2 separate regions of the Rattus norvegicus genome follow, and region 2 is linked to region 1. The links are chromatin contacts, called in public Hi-C maps. All regions are on one chromosome and are shown on one strand. The core of a region is the stretch at or near the end of the contact, and the rest is flanking DNA. Distances in the headings are between cores, read along the strand shown. Region 1 holds the start of Dipk2a (divergent protein kinase domain 2A). Region 2 overlaps Slc9a9 (solute carrier family 9 member A9).

The links. A called contact is a pair of places that touch in the nucleus more often than the background predicts.
Region 2: a Hi-C map of kidney shows a contact between it and region 1, with 4 times the contacts expected there. The contact joins the enhancer-like site here to the promoter of Dipk2a in region 1. A contact is called at or near these places in 2 of 12 Hi-C or Micro-C datasets (frontal cortex and kidney).

What each region holds. Positions count from the first base shown.
Region 1 is chr8:103,966,602-103,973,756 of GRCr8, reverse strand. Dipk2a (divergent protein kinase domain 2A) reads left to right here and starts at 4,296. Exons shown (of 3, transcript NM_001134472.1): 1 at 4,296-5,155. The coding sequence starts at 4,499. It overlaps LOC102552709 (a long non-coding RNA gene), which reads right to left and starts at 4,018. Exons shown (of 4, transcript XR_005488380.2): 1 at 3,134-4,018.
Region 2 is chr8:104,145,548-104,152,660 of GRCr8, reverse strand. All of the region lies in intron 2 of Slc9a9 (solute carrier family 9 member A9), which reads right to left. Among named protein-coding and RNA genes, the nearest start is that of Slc9a9, 37 kb to the right of the region's middle. Within about 2 kb of position 4,145, at least 29 of the 93 cell types and tissues checked have an H3K27ac peak or open chromatin away from gene starts, as enhancers often do.

The DNA of each region.
Region 1 (7,155 bases), core at 3,047-5,546:
TTAACAGGAAAATCACTAATTGTATCAGTTACTGTTCTGGGTACTGAGGCACACACAAATTGCCTTTATAGTTTTTACAACAGGAATATCCTTAACTTATATTGAATCATGATGGGTACACTGTTCCAGGATATAAATGCCAGGGCACTTCATAGACAAAGAATGAGGAAAAAAATTCTAATTATTAGGCATAGAAGCATTTCCTCAATTTTAGTAACAAATATATTCAATAACATTTTTCTGTTATTCTAAATTGGATATTTTACATTGTAAAGCAGCCACATTCCTCCAAATTGACTTCACATTTTGAACATCACAGCCAGAAGATATGCATAGATTTTAATTTATACTTTCATCATAAATATTATAATTAACAAGTGTTCATGCTTAAACCCACACAACATAATAGAATTTTGTAGGTATTTTTAACTGCTCAGTAACATTTGGGGTGGATTCTCTGGTGGAGAGTTTTGTGTAATACATTATCCCTCTAGAAAGCAACAGTATTTCACTCCCAATTATGACAACGAACATGTCTCAAGGCAATGCAATAGAAAACACTGACCACAAAAGTAGATGACTAGGAGGTGGAGAGATGGTTCAGAGCCCTTATTTCTCTTGCAGAGGACTGCCAGTCCTGCATGGCCTTGGTGGGGACAGAATGACATGGTTCCTACTCCTGAGACAGGGTCAGTGGAAGTGGGCCTCTAGGAGTGTAGATGGCTGCTACCAGTGTAAGGCTTGTTTGTATAATACAGTACATGCTTTGCATTTCTCTGAAGAATGTCTCCCCCATTAATGTTAATGACTCCATAATAATCCCAGACAGCAAGTCCAGGAGGCAAAGATATGGCTAGTGTTTTAACAGAAGGGTAAACACTGGAACCTTCAGGGCAGCCCTTAAGGCTGTGGAAACTCTAAAAACATGAGATCAAAAATATGTAATTTCTCAATATGAAAAAATAAGGATGAAATATGAATTATATGAGGGGCTTCATGAATCTAAAGAAACAAAGGTAGCTGAAGTAATGAGTCAGCTTCTCAGCAAGATACAAAAGCAGGCAGATTCCTTAATTCAAGGTCAGCCTAAGACACAATAAAGTTAGGCATGGTAAAAACGGTATTTTCAGGACCAGGTGCCACCCAGCTAGTTTATCATTGTGCTTAGCAGAAGCAGGCAGATCTCTGAATTCTTTTCCAATTTTGAAAGAAAATGTGTTTGCAGTCTCCTAAGAATTAAGGGACAGGGGTCATAGGGTGCTCATTCATAGGATAATCAAAAGGGAATGTGGAGTAAATGACTGAATTGATATGTAAAATAAAAGACAAGACTTATAGTGTGCAAGAGATGAGCTATCCAGAGAGTTTTTAGAATAGCAAGAGAGAACTGCTTAGAGAACTGTCTCAAACAAAACAGAGAGAGAGAGAGAGAGAGAGAGAGAGAGAGAGAGAAAGAGAACTGTCTCAAACAAAACACACACACACACACACACACACACAGAGAGAGAGAGAGAGAGAGAGAGAGAGAGAGAGAGAGAGAGAGAGAACTGTCAGGCTGGAAAGCTGTCTCCAGTAGAGCATAGGCCACCAGTCTAGACCCACGATTTGACTTCCAGTTTGTTTTCGCCCTCTCTCAGTTCTTTCAGAACCCCTCTCCAAGCTGAGCCTCATTCTTAGCAGAAGACTAGGGCTTGGTTCTAAGCACCCACATGGTGGCTCCGATAAGGCTCTGTAACTTTAGTTGCAGGGAGCACTGATGAATCTTCTGACCTTCCAGGGTTCCCGTATACACATGGTTTATATACATGCACTGGCGTGCCTGTACACAGAATAGTAAATAGTTTTGAAATTAGATGACTGGTATCAAAGCACTGTGGTCTTGGACTGGTGAGATGACTCAGCAAGTTATGGTGTTTGCAGCCAAGCCTGGCTCTCTGAATTCCTAATAGCCACATTGCAGAGGGAGAAAACTGATTTCCTCAAATCAACCTCTGACATCCACCCCAACCCAACTAACACCCGTGTGTGTGTGTGTGTGTGTGTGTGTGTGTGTGCATGTATATACATAAATGAAAAACATATTTAAACCACTGTGGTCTTTAATTGCACTGGATACATTTGTAATAATGGCAGTCACACTGGAAATTACATCGTTCTTGTTTAAAATAATGATCAAGAACTTTGGCTTGCAGTTTACGATCCATTAGCTAAAAGCATCCTGTAGTTTACTGGAAAGTGGGGAAAAGTGCATTAACACTTACTGATCTTTTCCAATCTCTCTCCGAGTTTATTTCATGTGTCTCTAAAGCTTTTTTTTTTTTTTTGCAAACGTTATTAAATTCTTGAAGACTATCTTAATATCTAGAAATTTTAATGGCAAAAACTCCAGACAATTGACTATGATGTGTCATGTCTCTAAATTCTCACTCTTAGGAGACTGAGGCAGAAAGGTCATTGACTCCCTAAATTCAGAGCTGTTAAACAAAATATAGTTTTAAGCAAAGACTCCCTTCAAACAACTTATATTGAGTAAAACAACCTTGTTTGTTTACACTGATAAAATGATGCCATTAGAATATTTTGTTTTTAAAGCGATGCCACACATTGTCTAGCATTAAAGCAATCTCTGAAGGATGTAGACAGGGTGTTGAAGACAACACACAGGTTAGTAATTATTCGCTTAGTTTACAACTCTGCAGCAGCAGCACAAATGAACCATACAGCTCTAGTCTCGTAGCTCCAGACACTTCAGAGTAGACTTCATTTGAGCCTTTGCTTACGGAACCTTATTGTATGGATTTGGGGGATGTCTGATGGGCAAGTTAAACCAAATCCCTGCCAAAGGAAACACAAGATGCTCTTCTGTATCTGCCAAATTTCCCAGTCACTTTGTATACGCCTTTGAAGTCTAACATCTTAAAACTTGTATTCTGTAGTAGCTTGTAAAAATCACCACCACGATGAAGATTTCTTCCAAAGTTAAAACTCCTACATCACAAAGCATAAAACGTTAACCTTACCAGTATTCTTTCAGAGGATGAGTCTTCATGCTACTATACAGAAAATTCGGGAAAGGGAGTCACAATCTAGCATAGACAACTCTCATTTTTTTCGGTAGTTTATCTCTACATACCCGTTACTGTGACTTCCTGTTTGACTTCTAAAATCAACGCAGTAAAAGTATATTTAACAGCGTAAGAGGAACTGGCTATCCATCAGGCCAACGATCACACGAGTGCTAAAAGTTAAAAAGTATTCTGACAGAACATATTCTGAAGTTACTGCTTAAGATCCCGGACCTTCGAAAACTTAAAACCCACGCGCTTTAGGCCACGTTATTTCCACAGTCTGGTGTCAGAAGGAGGTAACGAGACAGCACAGGTGCAGCATCTGACGGCCTGGCTCCCTAGGGTCATCGCCACAGCAACGCGTCCTGGCCGCAAGGCAGGCCTGGGCCCAGCCTGAGAAGCGAGGGGGAACCAAGCTCCTCAGGGACCCGACGGGCGGCGCCGGTGAGAAAGGACCTCATCCTGCCAGTGCTCACTCAGCGAAACTGCAAACGCCTCTGGCAGAGACAACGCCAGCTCTGCAGAGGCATTCCGGCCCTTAACCGCTTTCCCACCGTCGGCCCACAGGCCCTACCGCAGCAGAAAGCGCGCGACCCGGAGGTCCCGCCAGTCAAAAGAACACGCGCGCGCCACACCATATAAGGCCTGGAGCAGGCGGCCCGGCCCCGCCCCCAGGACCTGGGCCCGGCCCCACTCCTGCCCCGCCCCCAGGCTTCGGTCCCGCCTCCTCCCGCTCCCGGGATGGGCCGCTCTGCTCCCGCTACGCACTTCTCTCCGCCCTCTCCCTTCGGGTGACCTTTCCACAAAGGCCCCCGGCGCGCCTGGGAAGCCCCACAGTCACACCAGAGTAACCGTTACTGAAGGTCTGGGGTGGCAGAGCCAGTCGGCTCCGCCCTCCCGGACCCACCCTCCACCCACCTTCCCCGCGAGCTCGCGCTGACGCTTCCCGGGGACGCGCTCGCCCCGCCCCCGGCCCCGCCCCTCGCTCTCGGGCGTGCCCGCGCGTGGGGCCCGCCGCATCCTCTCCTCCCCCTCCTCACACCGTAGCTTCTGGAGTGAGAGGCGCCCGGACTCCCCACTCGCCCCCGCGCGCGCTGCTCGCCCGGGACCAGCAGGCGCAGCTCAAGCGTCCCGGGCGAGAGTGCGCGTGCGCGCGACCGCGGGTCCCGCGCTCCCTCCCCCCCCTCCGCGCCTCTATAACTTGGCGGGCAAGGAGGCGGCGCCCGCGGAGTCGGAGGGCGGGGAGCTCGGAGGAGGGCGCCCGGAGTTGTGGAGACAGCCGATCGGGAAGTCGCCGCGCTTGGCCGGCGCAGCCCGTTCTCGGGCTTCTTCGCTGCCGCCCTCCGTCTGCGCCGCGGGCCTCGGCGCCGTGGGGCGGCCCGGGGTGCGCTCGCCCGCCCCGGCCCCGGCCACTGCCGCGCGCGGGCGGGATGTGGCGCCTGGTGCCCCTGAAGCTGGGCCGCCTGTCCCGTGCACTGAAGCTGGCGGCGCTCGGCAGCCTGTTGGTGCTGATGCTGCTGCACTCGCCGTCGCTGCTCGCCTCTTGGCAGCGCAACGAGCTCGCCGACCGGCGTTTCCTGCAGCTCAATAAGTGCCCGGCGTGCTTCGGCACGAGCTGGTGCCGCCGTTTCCTCAACGGCCAGGTGGGCTTCGAGACGTGGGGCCGCCTGCGCCTGCTGGACTTCCTCAACGTGAAGAACGTGTACTTCGCGCAGTACGGCGAGCCCCGCGAGGGCGGCCGCCGGCGCGTGGTGCTCAAGCGCCTGGGTTCGCAGCGCGAGCTGGCGCAGCTCGACCAGAGCATCTGCAAGCGGGCCACCGGCCGGCCGCGCTGCGACCTGCTCCAGGCCATGCCCCGCACCGAGTTCGCGCGTCTCAACGGCGACGTGCGGCTGCTCACGCCGGAGGCGGTGGAGGGTTGGTCAGACCTGGTGCACTGCCCCTCGCAGCGCTTGCTGGACCGCCTGGTGCGCCGCTACGCCGAGACCAAGGACTCGGGCAGTTTCCTGCTGCGCAACCTCAAGGACTCGGAGCGCATGCAGCTGCTGCTCACCCTGGCCTTCAACCCCGAGCCGCTGGTGCTACAGGTAGGTGCGGGCGCGGGGCTCTTCAACGCCAGAGGGAGTGCGTCCCCAACTCTCCCAAAATGCCTCTTCGCGAGTTCCCTTCCGCCCTCCCTCCTGTCTCAGTCTGGATGCCAGTGCCAGTGCGATCGCGAGCCCTTGTTCCCCATTCCGAGGTCTAGGGCACCGCGGGCGCACTTCCTTTGCTGTCCCGCCGGGCTTGCCTAACTTCCCAGAGTCTGTCTTTGTTTTGTTTCTTAGATCAACTCCCTGTAAGTCAGCTAGTTCTGGGACCAGGTAGGAAAGATGAGATCAGAGAGTGGGGTGGTGGTAAGTGAAGGGAGCTAATTCGTGACTCGTGTTTTGCGTGGAGTTAGAAGCTAGGGAATGGGGAAAAGTGTTGGATTTGGTCTGGGAAGGCTAAAGGCCAAGACAGGACCTTTGCATTCCTGATCCTGAGACCTGCCCTAGTCATATGGTAATCCGGTTAAGGAAGGAATTAAAGTGTTTTTAGGTCAGAGCTAGGATCGAAGGATAAAGGTCCTAGCCTCTAGCCCAACAGATTTATTTGCTCTCTTTTGACTTAATTCCGAAAATGTACCTTTTAGGAGCATAGAATGGAATCTTTTTACTGATGGCCTCAGGAAAAAAGATAAGAGAAAAATTCGGTTTATCTTTGGAGTAATTAGTGTTTCTACACGCCTCCGCCCCCCCCTCCGGCTAAAGTGCTGTGTCCTTGGGCAGTGATTGTCCAGTAGGGGTGTGATCTCTCTTGGCTACAAGAAAAGTTACCAGTTTTAAACGTCAAGTACTAGGGAAAGTGATTTTAAATTAACCCCAAGTAATTGTTTGTATAGTTCACGCCCTTTCTCCACTAAGAATGTCACTAATGGCCAGAGGGTTTGGCCCTTGTTCCTGTTGTTCATTAAACTTTGAATAGGAATGTACTCTATTTGTGGCTTGCTTTTTCTTTCAAGTTTTCTGCGTTTTAGTCAAGAGAAACTAGTCTTGATTAGTTCAGCCAACTATTCTTAGCACGAATATTTGATCAGATGAAGTTAATGTGAGCCATAGTAAAATTAAAAGTTGCGGTTAAGATGTATGTGAAGAGTCAATTTTAAAGTTCAGATTGTTTAATAAATACTGTTTTATCTCTGATCAGTGTAAAATTCAGTTCAGCCTACCTTGGAGGATTATTTTATTCATTAGTTTCTAGATTAGTGAGTCTCTAAAGGTTGAGTCCTTAAATACGACCCCAGTTCCCAGCCCCCACCCCTCCAAGCTGTATTTATATCAGCTAGGTTGGTCCCTGGACAGCACTTAGCAGTGTAGTTGACTGTAGTCCAAGTCAAAATCTCTTGGGGGGGGGGTCCAAAATTTAGCACCTAACTTAAGGTATATACAGTTTTTGCATTTAAAATACTGAGTACTTATGGAACAATTTTTATAGGATTGATTCTAGGTATTGATGTATTAGGAATAACTAATATTAAGATTAAACATTGTGTTTGCTTCTTTAAAAACATAGGCTTCTGAACTTGAGAAACTTTGTTATGCAGGGTCCACACAGCAAAGCTGTCTCTCACTGTGAGCTTTTGTATCTTGCCTTGCTTGGCATTCTCAGCCTGTTTTGCAATTGAGATAGTCAAATGTGTTCGTGACTTTACATTTTCCTCACTTTATTTGAAACCTAATGCCAAAATTGCTCTGGGTGGATGAGTACATGGAGTACAGGATAAATAAATGTCTGTGAGAAAATGTCTACTAGAGTGTGGCATTCGTAAACTGCATCTTTAATTTAGACCGCCCAGCTCCCAGGGGTAGTACCGAAGCTTTCGTGCCACATGTTTGTTAAACACACACTTTGGAGTTTTACTACCCGTACAACAGTGCTTTTTTTTTTTTTAACCTGAGGAGGTGGAGCTTAACCTAAAATCCTCCTGGAGTAGCTGCTTCCCTTATAGAAACATTTGATCTTTGGTAGTGAACTTGAGAGTATGTGTAGTGTGACTGAGAACTAGTTG
Region 2 (7,113 bases), core at 2,896-5,395, 180 kb before region 1:
TCTGTTCACTGACTGCAGATCTTTGGGAAGTTCTCCTTGGTGTTACCACTGTCTAATAGGAAGACTCATTTGTCTGCATATGTCTTAAAGGCTCCCTTTCCGTACTCCTGTACTAGACAGTGTGACTAAGATCTAGACTACAGCAGTGGTTCTCAATCTTCTTAATGCTGTGACCCTTTAACACAGTTCCTCATGCTGTGGTGACCCTCAACCACAAAATACTTCATTGCTACTTCATAACTGTAGTTTTGATATTGTTATGAATTGTTGTGTAAATATATATGATCCCTGTGAAAAGGTCATTGGACCCCAAAGGATTCAACCTAGAAAGGTTCTGCACACAGGTTGAGAACTGTGGGCGACACCTACAATATCCAGGCTTGTTGTTAGGAATAAAAGGATTTTCTGGTAAGGAAGATAGGAAAGGAGGAATTTTTTCAATGGATCTGCACTTCAGGAGCAAAGGAACCCTTAAACCCATGTTTGCTCCTCTAAACACACACACACACACACACACACACACACACACACAGAGAGAGAGAGAGAGAGAGAGAGAGAGAGAGAGAGAGAGAGAGAGAGGGAGGGAGGGAGGGAGGGAGAGAGAGAGAGAGAGAGAGAGAGAGAGAGAGAGAATCTCATATGAACAGAGTTAAACTTGTCATCCTGCTCTTTTTCACTTCTTTGTTTAAGAAAGTTTCCTCTGAAGGCAACAATCTCCACAGAGCATAAAATTGGTAATATTCACCCAATGGGTATCCACTATTTTCAAAAATGTTAGCTTAATTCTACCAGGGTTTGTGCTTTAGAATTTATTCTTGGTTTCAACCCCCAAATCTCTTATGATCTAGGATCCTCATTACATAGGATATCTAGGGAAGATTTTTTTGAAAGGCTTATTTATTTATTATATATAACTACACTGCAGCTGTCTTCAGACACACCAGAAGAGGCCTTCAAATCCCATTACAGATGGTTGTGAGTCACCATGTGGTTGCTGGGAATTGAACTCAGGACCTCTGGAAGAGCAGTCAGAGCTCTTAACAACTGAACCATCTCTCCAGCCCAATCTAGGGAAGTTTTAAGAGTGTGGGCCTGAATCACCAGCCAAGGAGCACACACGCATGCAGCTGATGTACAGCTTGCCCTTCATGCAGCTCTCCCAACAACTGAACACTGACTCTGTTGCCTGTCTGTGGATCCTGTCCCCTTAACTGGGCTGTCTTGGCAGGCCTCAGTGGGAGAGGCTGTACCCAAAACTGCAGTGACTTGGGTGCCAGGGTAGATGAGTACTCGAGGGGGACTTCACCCTTCTCAGAAATGAGGGAGAGGGAACGGTGGGGGAGAGGATGTGTGAAGGGGACCTGGGGAGTAGAGGGCCTGTGATCAGGATGTAAAGTGAATAAATAAATTTATTAATGGAAAAATGTGGAGACTCGGAGGCTGACTGAGGGAAATGCATGCTCTATAACAGCTGAACATCAAGCCCTGATAAAGAAAATGTGGCATCTCCAGGGAGATAATACGTATAAAGATTCAATCAGATCAATAAAATCATTTAAAAGACTTTAAAAAAAAAGAAAGAAAGAAAGAAAAGAAAAGAGTGTGGGCCTAACAGACACACTGCCTGGTTCCAAATCGCCTCTTAGCCTGTGGCTGTTTACTCTTCTACTGGCTTGATTTCTTCATTGTACAGCAAACACAATACTTCGTGTACAGATAGGTCGCTAGAGGACTGAGTGGTAAAGCCCTTAGACATTTCCTACTGCCTAGTTAGTAGTTCTTAAATGTTTGCTGTTAATAAAATAAAGATCTAGGACTAAGGATTTTCAAGTAGTGGGTCTACAAGAAGGCTCAGTGAGTTCCTTAGGGTTACTATTGCTGTGATGAAACGCTATGACCAAAAGCAAATTGGAGAAGGAAAAATTTATTTGGCTTATGATTCCACATCATTGTTCATCACTGAAAGAAATCAGAACAGCAGGGAAGAAACCTGGCGGCAGAAGCTGACGCAGAGGCCATGGAGGGGTGCTGCTTACTGACTTGTTTCCCAAGGCTGACTCAGCCTGCTTTCTTATAGAACCCAAGACCCCCGACCCAGGGACGGCACCACCCACAGTGGGTTGGGCCCTCCCACATCAATCACTAATTAAGAAAATGCTCTAGCAGTCTGGTTATGAAGGCATTTTCTCAATGAAGGTTTTGTCCTCTCAGATGACTAGCTTGTGCTGAGTCAGCATAAAACTATCTGGAGCATTAATTAAAGGTATTTGGGGCAAAGTCTGTGTTCAGTATTTGGGATGCATGTGGTATCAGGAGAAAACTGACTTCCACAGTTGGCCCTTGATCTCCACGTGTGTGCTGTGACACACGTATACACAGTAAATAAAAATACATGTGATAACAAAATCTTAGAAAATGTTCAGAATATACTTTTAAAAAGTATTCATTTATTTTTGTTAACATACAAAGCATTAGGTTTCATTATGGCATTTTCTAAACAAAAGTTGTTTTCTCCATAGCACAGGAGCATTTTTTTTAAAATTTCAAGATTATAATAATTACATAATTTCTTCCCTTTTCTCCCCTCCCCAAGCCCTTCAATATACCTCCTCCCTGCTTGCTTTCAAATTCACGGGATCTTTTTTCATTGTTCTTGCATGCATATATGTGTATGTATATATATATATATATATATATATATATATATATATATATATATATATATATATTCCTACCTAAAACCTGCTGAGTCTGTGTATCTTGTAATGCATGTTTTCTGAGATGATCATTTCTTATCAAATTATCAGGTATGCTCTTCCTTAAGGAATATTTCTATACCAAAACACTAAACAAACAACAACAACTAAAACCAAAACTCCTCTATTTTCAGGATCTCCTGACCTGTCTAAACTGTGGGTAGAGACTTTTAACCTTCCCTCTCGGTTAACGCTTCCTGAGATGGCCTGCTACACCGACATGGCTCTGGATCTGTGGGGCAGCTGTGAGTGTTCCAAGCAGAGGTGCATCGCTGAGGCTGAGGGATGAGCATACAGCCCTGACCATCGGGAAGAGAGGAAGCTCAGTGGCAAGACATCCTCCCAGGGAAACCCTTGCCCCTGCAGCTTTCCTGTAGAAATCGGGCTAACCGCCAACGCGGAACTTTTCAATAATCAGAATAGCCCACTCCCTGCGTGCGGGTTAACTACCTCGACACCAGATTACAGTTTCTGGAGCAGCGAGACGAGGCTGGCAGGCAGAGAGTGGCACGCAGCACGGGAGGATTTATTTGTGTATACAAACAGATTTGTGTTCCTTTCAGCCTAGCTCTAGGCTTAGTTGCCGATAAATCAGAGTTCTGGGAGTGACTCCAATCCAGACAATTTCTCAGAAATGGCTGGATTGGCTGCTGTCGCAGCCTCCATTGGAAATCCCACATGCCATTTCCCTCAGACTTGTACTCGGATCATTTTTAATTTTTAATTAAAATACTGGGTCCTAAGCAATGGGTGAAGCAGAAGGGCAGAGAGGCAAAGTGTCCAGGTCAAGGATTTACATATATCTTTCAAGACACAAATTACAGATCAGACCTTCAGACCCTGCCCATCAGAATGTCACCGTGAAACTGCCCATTAGCTACATGGCTTGCTGATCTCTTGAACTGGAGGCCTGAATTCTTACCTCTAACGCTGGTGGCTAGTGGGAATCAGGTAGCACAGTCAGCAAGACTCCACAGTCTCGTTGTTTAGTTTGCAAACATTCTATTTCACTGTTCAACACGTGCCTGATTTAAAACAACAGATCTGAAACTCTGAGATGAAAGTGTCACCTATGTTTTAAGAAGACAGATTTTTAAGCACCAACATTAAATCTCAAAGACAACATGGGGATAGCAGGACACCAGTCTGTTCATGACAGTGCAGTATACTTGAAATGCTCTTTTGCATACGAACCAGCGTTTGACTCAAACAGCCCACACATATGGTTCCAAAGATAACCAGCTACAAAATTTCCAAGAACAGAAAGAATATTCTGAGCTGAGTCCTTGAAGCTTCAGAAGGTTACAGATTCGAAATTGTGCTTGGGTCTGAGTATGCCATGAGTCACCCAGCTTGTCCAAGAAGACATAGCAATGTTCCACTGACCTACTAAGTAAATAAGCACTAAAGTAACCACAGTGGCGAGAGACCGTGATTGATACGGCCCAGTCCTTCCAAAGATGCCTTTTGAAAACAGTATTTCACCACCGCTGACAACATGCCAGAGTGGTAGCTGGCCAATGCAATTATTCCTATTTTCCAGAGACAGGAGGAGAAACTGATGGCAGGCCCAGTGTCAGTCAACATGACAGGGACATCGCTGGGAATCGAATGTGTATATATAGGCCAGCTAAACACATTCGTTCTGAGGGAACTAAGTTCATATAGCTAAGCAAGATTTGGGACTGAGAATGACGATTTTGTTATTTGGGGAACAGTCGGTTCCTTTGGACAAGTAAAAACAGCCAGCAAAAGGGCTGTCCGGTCATCTCCAATGTTTTCGTCATCAAAAGCTTAGCAAGCCTCTTGATACAAAGAATCTGAAGATGCTTCCTGTAACGGATCAGTACTAAAAAGGCTCTAAACAAAGAAAGGTAACAGACCGCACAACGTGACTCAAGGCTCTGGAGTAAGCTGTAATTTGGTGTTCTCCAGCACAGAGATGCCACCCTGAGGTGGCTGGCCTGTGGGAAGTCTTGATTTGAAAGCAGCATATGAGCTTGGATCTGCAGTACGGATGAGAATCTATCCATGGGCCCCCTACATGCAGAGCCATGCTCAGTCCCCAGCTCTCGGCCCCATGGCCGGGGTATTCTAAGCCACAGGGGAAGTCCCCCAAGAAGCTTTCGTGAGCTCAGTGACATCTGGTAGGAAGTAACTCAAAGTATTTTAAAAGACTAAAATGAGTGAAGATACGTTAAAAAGCAGAATCCAGGACCTGGGTGCATTTTAAAAATGCATTTCCGTTTGAAAGGAGACTTTACGGTTTACTCAGATAACCTGTTGCACACAACCACAGGGCACAGCTGGTGACGGCTTGTGGGTATGTGTATCTTTCTTCTAGCATGCTTAGCTTTGGTGTGGACTGCAGAACTGAGAGAAAGGGAAGTCTGGAAATACTGAATGAGAGTATGCCACGGTACTAATCAAATGAGCTTGGTCTTTGTTTCCAACTTCTCTGAGTTCTGTTTCACTTCCCCATTTGCACTGTGTGTCTACAACCAGCAAGTGGCTTCAGAGGACCAATGAATATGGAAGATTCTGCCTGCTATAAATCTTAATCTAAATGAGAAAGAAATGCTCATGGCCTAGGGTTTGGAGACCCAGACTAAGACACTCTCAAATCCACTGGTAATCTTCTTGAACTCTATTCACTCAAAGTTGAAAAAAAGCCAATATAATTTTATAAATAGGACCAAACATCAAATGGCTATGATCTCCAAGTGGTATAATTTGATAACAACTATGCAAATATTGTCTATACACACTCGATTTGGCAGCATCTAATCTGAGAATTTTTCCTCCAAATAGACTTGCATGCATGGGGAATCCCACAAAGCATAGAAGAGGGTGGGGTGAGACACGGCCTGGTCCGTACACTGTGACATAGTCCACAGATAAAATTGGAGGTGACTATTAGGAAAGCTAAAGGGGCAGCTTATAAATGGGTAAAATTACTTTGAACCATTCATCAACTCCAAAGGACGAGGGGCAGAGCTGCCAGCCTGGCACATGAAGCTAAAACTGCCCAGGGCCCACGTCTGTCATTCCCTTTTTGTCCAGACATGTCGACTGTTTCCTCACTGTTGGGTGGGGTCTGTGTCTGAATTCCAGCTGAATCCAGTTAGAAGTGATAGCTACTCCTTCCACGTGGGCCCTCCATCTTTGCTAACCTTGCTCTGCCCCTTTCTCCCCAAATCCCTCCGTGGAACCTCCCTACCAACCTTGCTTCCCATCTCCCCACTTCTGAGCTCCCATCTGCTTCTCTATGGCTGCAAAATGAGGCCAACCGAAAAGGCACTGAAGGCATCGACATCCCAACAGAGACTTTTGAATCTTTTAAATGCTGAGTCATACCGGGGTTCTATTTGAGTCTACTCAAAGAATACATACGGGGTTTTATTTCCCCTTCTTTTAAAAGATAAGTCCCTTGAGATTAGTTTGCAGAGACATCAAAGTAGAACTGGGTAAAAGGAAAACATTGCCAGGTTGCAGTTACCAAAGCCAGCCCAAGGGACGGTTAGTGCTGAAGGAGGAGACTGTGACAGAATGAGGAGAAACAAAGCCAGGAGACAGCTCTTCACTCAACAAGGATTTGCTTAAAATAAACCGGGCATGTGGCAGAGAAGATTAGCAGGGCTTAAGGTTGAAATAGAGAGGTAAAAATGAAAGAAGAAGAAGAAGAAGAAGAAGAAGAAGAAGAAGAAGAAGAAGAAGAAGAAGAAGAAGAAGAAGAAGAAGAAGAAGAAGAAGAAGAAGAAGAAGAAGAGACCTATGTTTTTACACCTGGTTGAGTGACAGAGACTGTGGCTGGGAAAAGGCTGACTCAGTCGGGGTGAGAGGGTCAGGACCCCTGAGGCATCCTGAGCTTCAGCTCACAGAGCCCAGCTCTGCCACACTTGGAGTGGTATGCTTGGTGGAAAGGTCAGAGCCAAGGGGAAACACTCCAGAATGACCCCAGTGAAGCAGGGTCTCTGGGGAGTGAGTACCATGGGGGGAAAAAGGATAGAGGACAAGGCTACAATGGGGGTCAGCGAGGGTGGTGATGGATGAGCAGAGAGAGAGAGAGAGAGAGAGAGAGAGAGAGAGAGAGAGAGTCAGTCTGCCAGAGACAGAATGAGAGAGACAGATGGGGAGAGATGGACAGACAGAGACAGAAAGGCAGGCAGAAGGAAAGATAGAGGGACAGTCAGATACAGACAGACTGAGACAGAGACAGAGAAGAGAGACAGACAGAAGGAAAGATAGACAGAGGGAGAGACAGAGAGAGAGAGAGAGAGAGAGAGAGAGAGAGAGAGAGAGTGGCACTGAGGCAGAGATGAGAGAGAGGCAGACAGACAAAGCTCAGCTGCAGAAG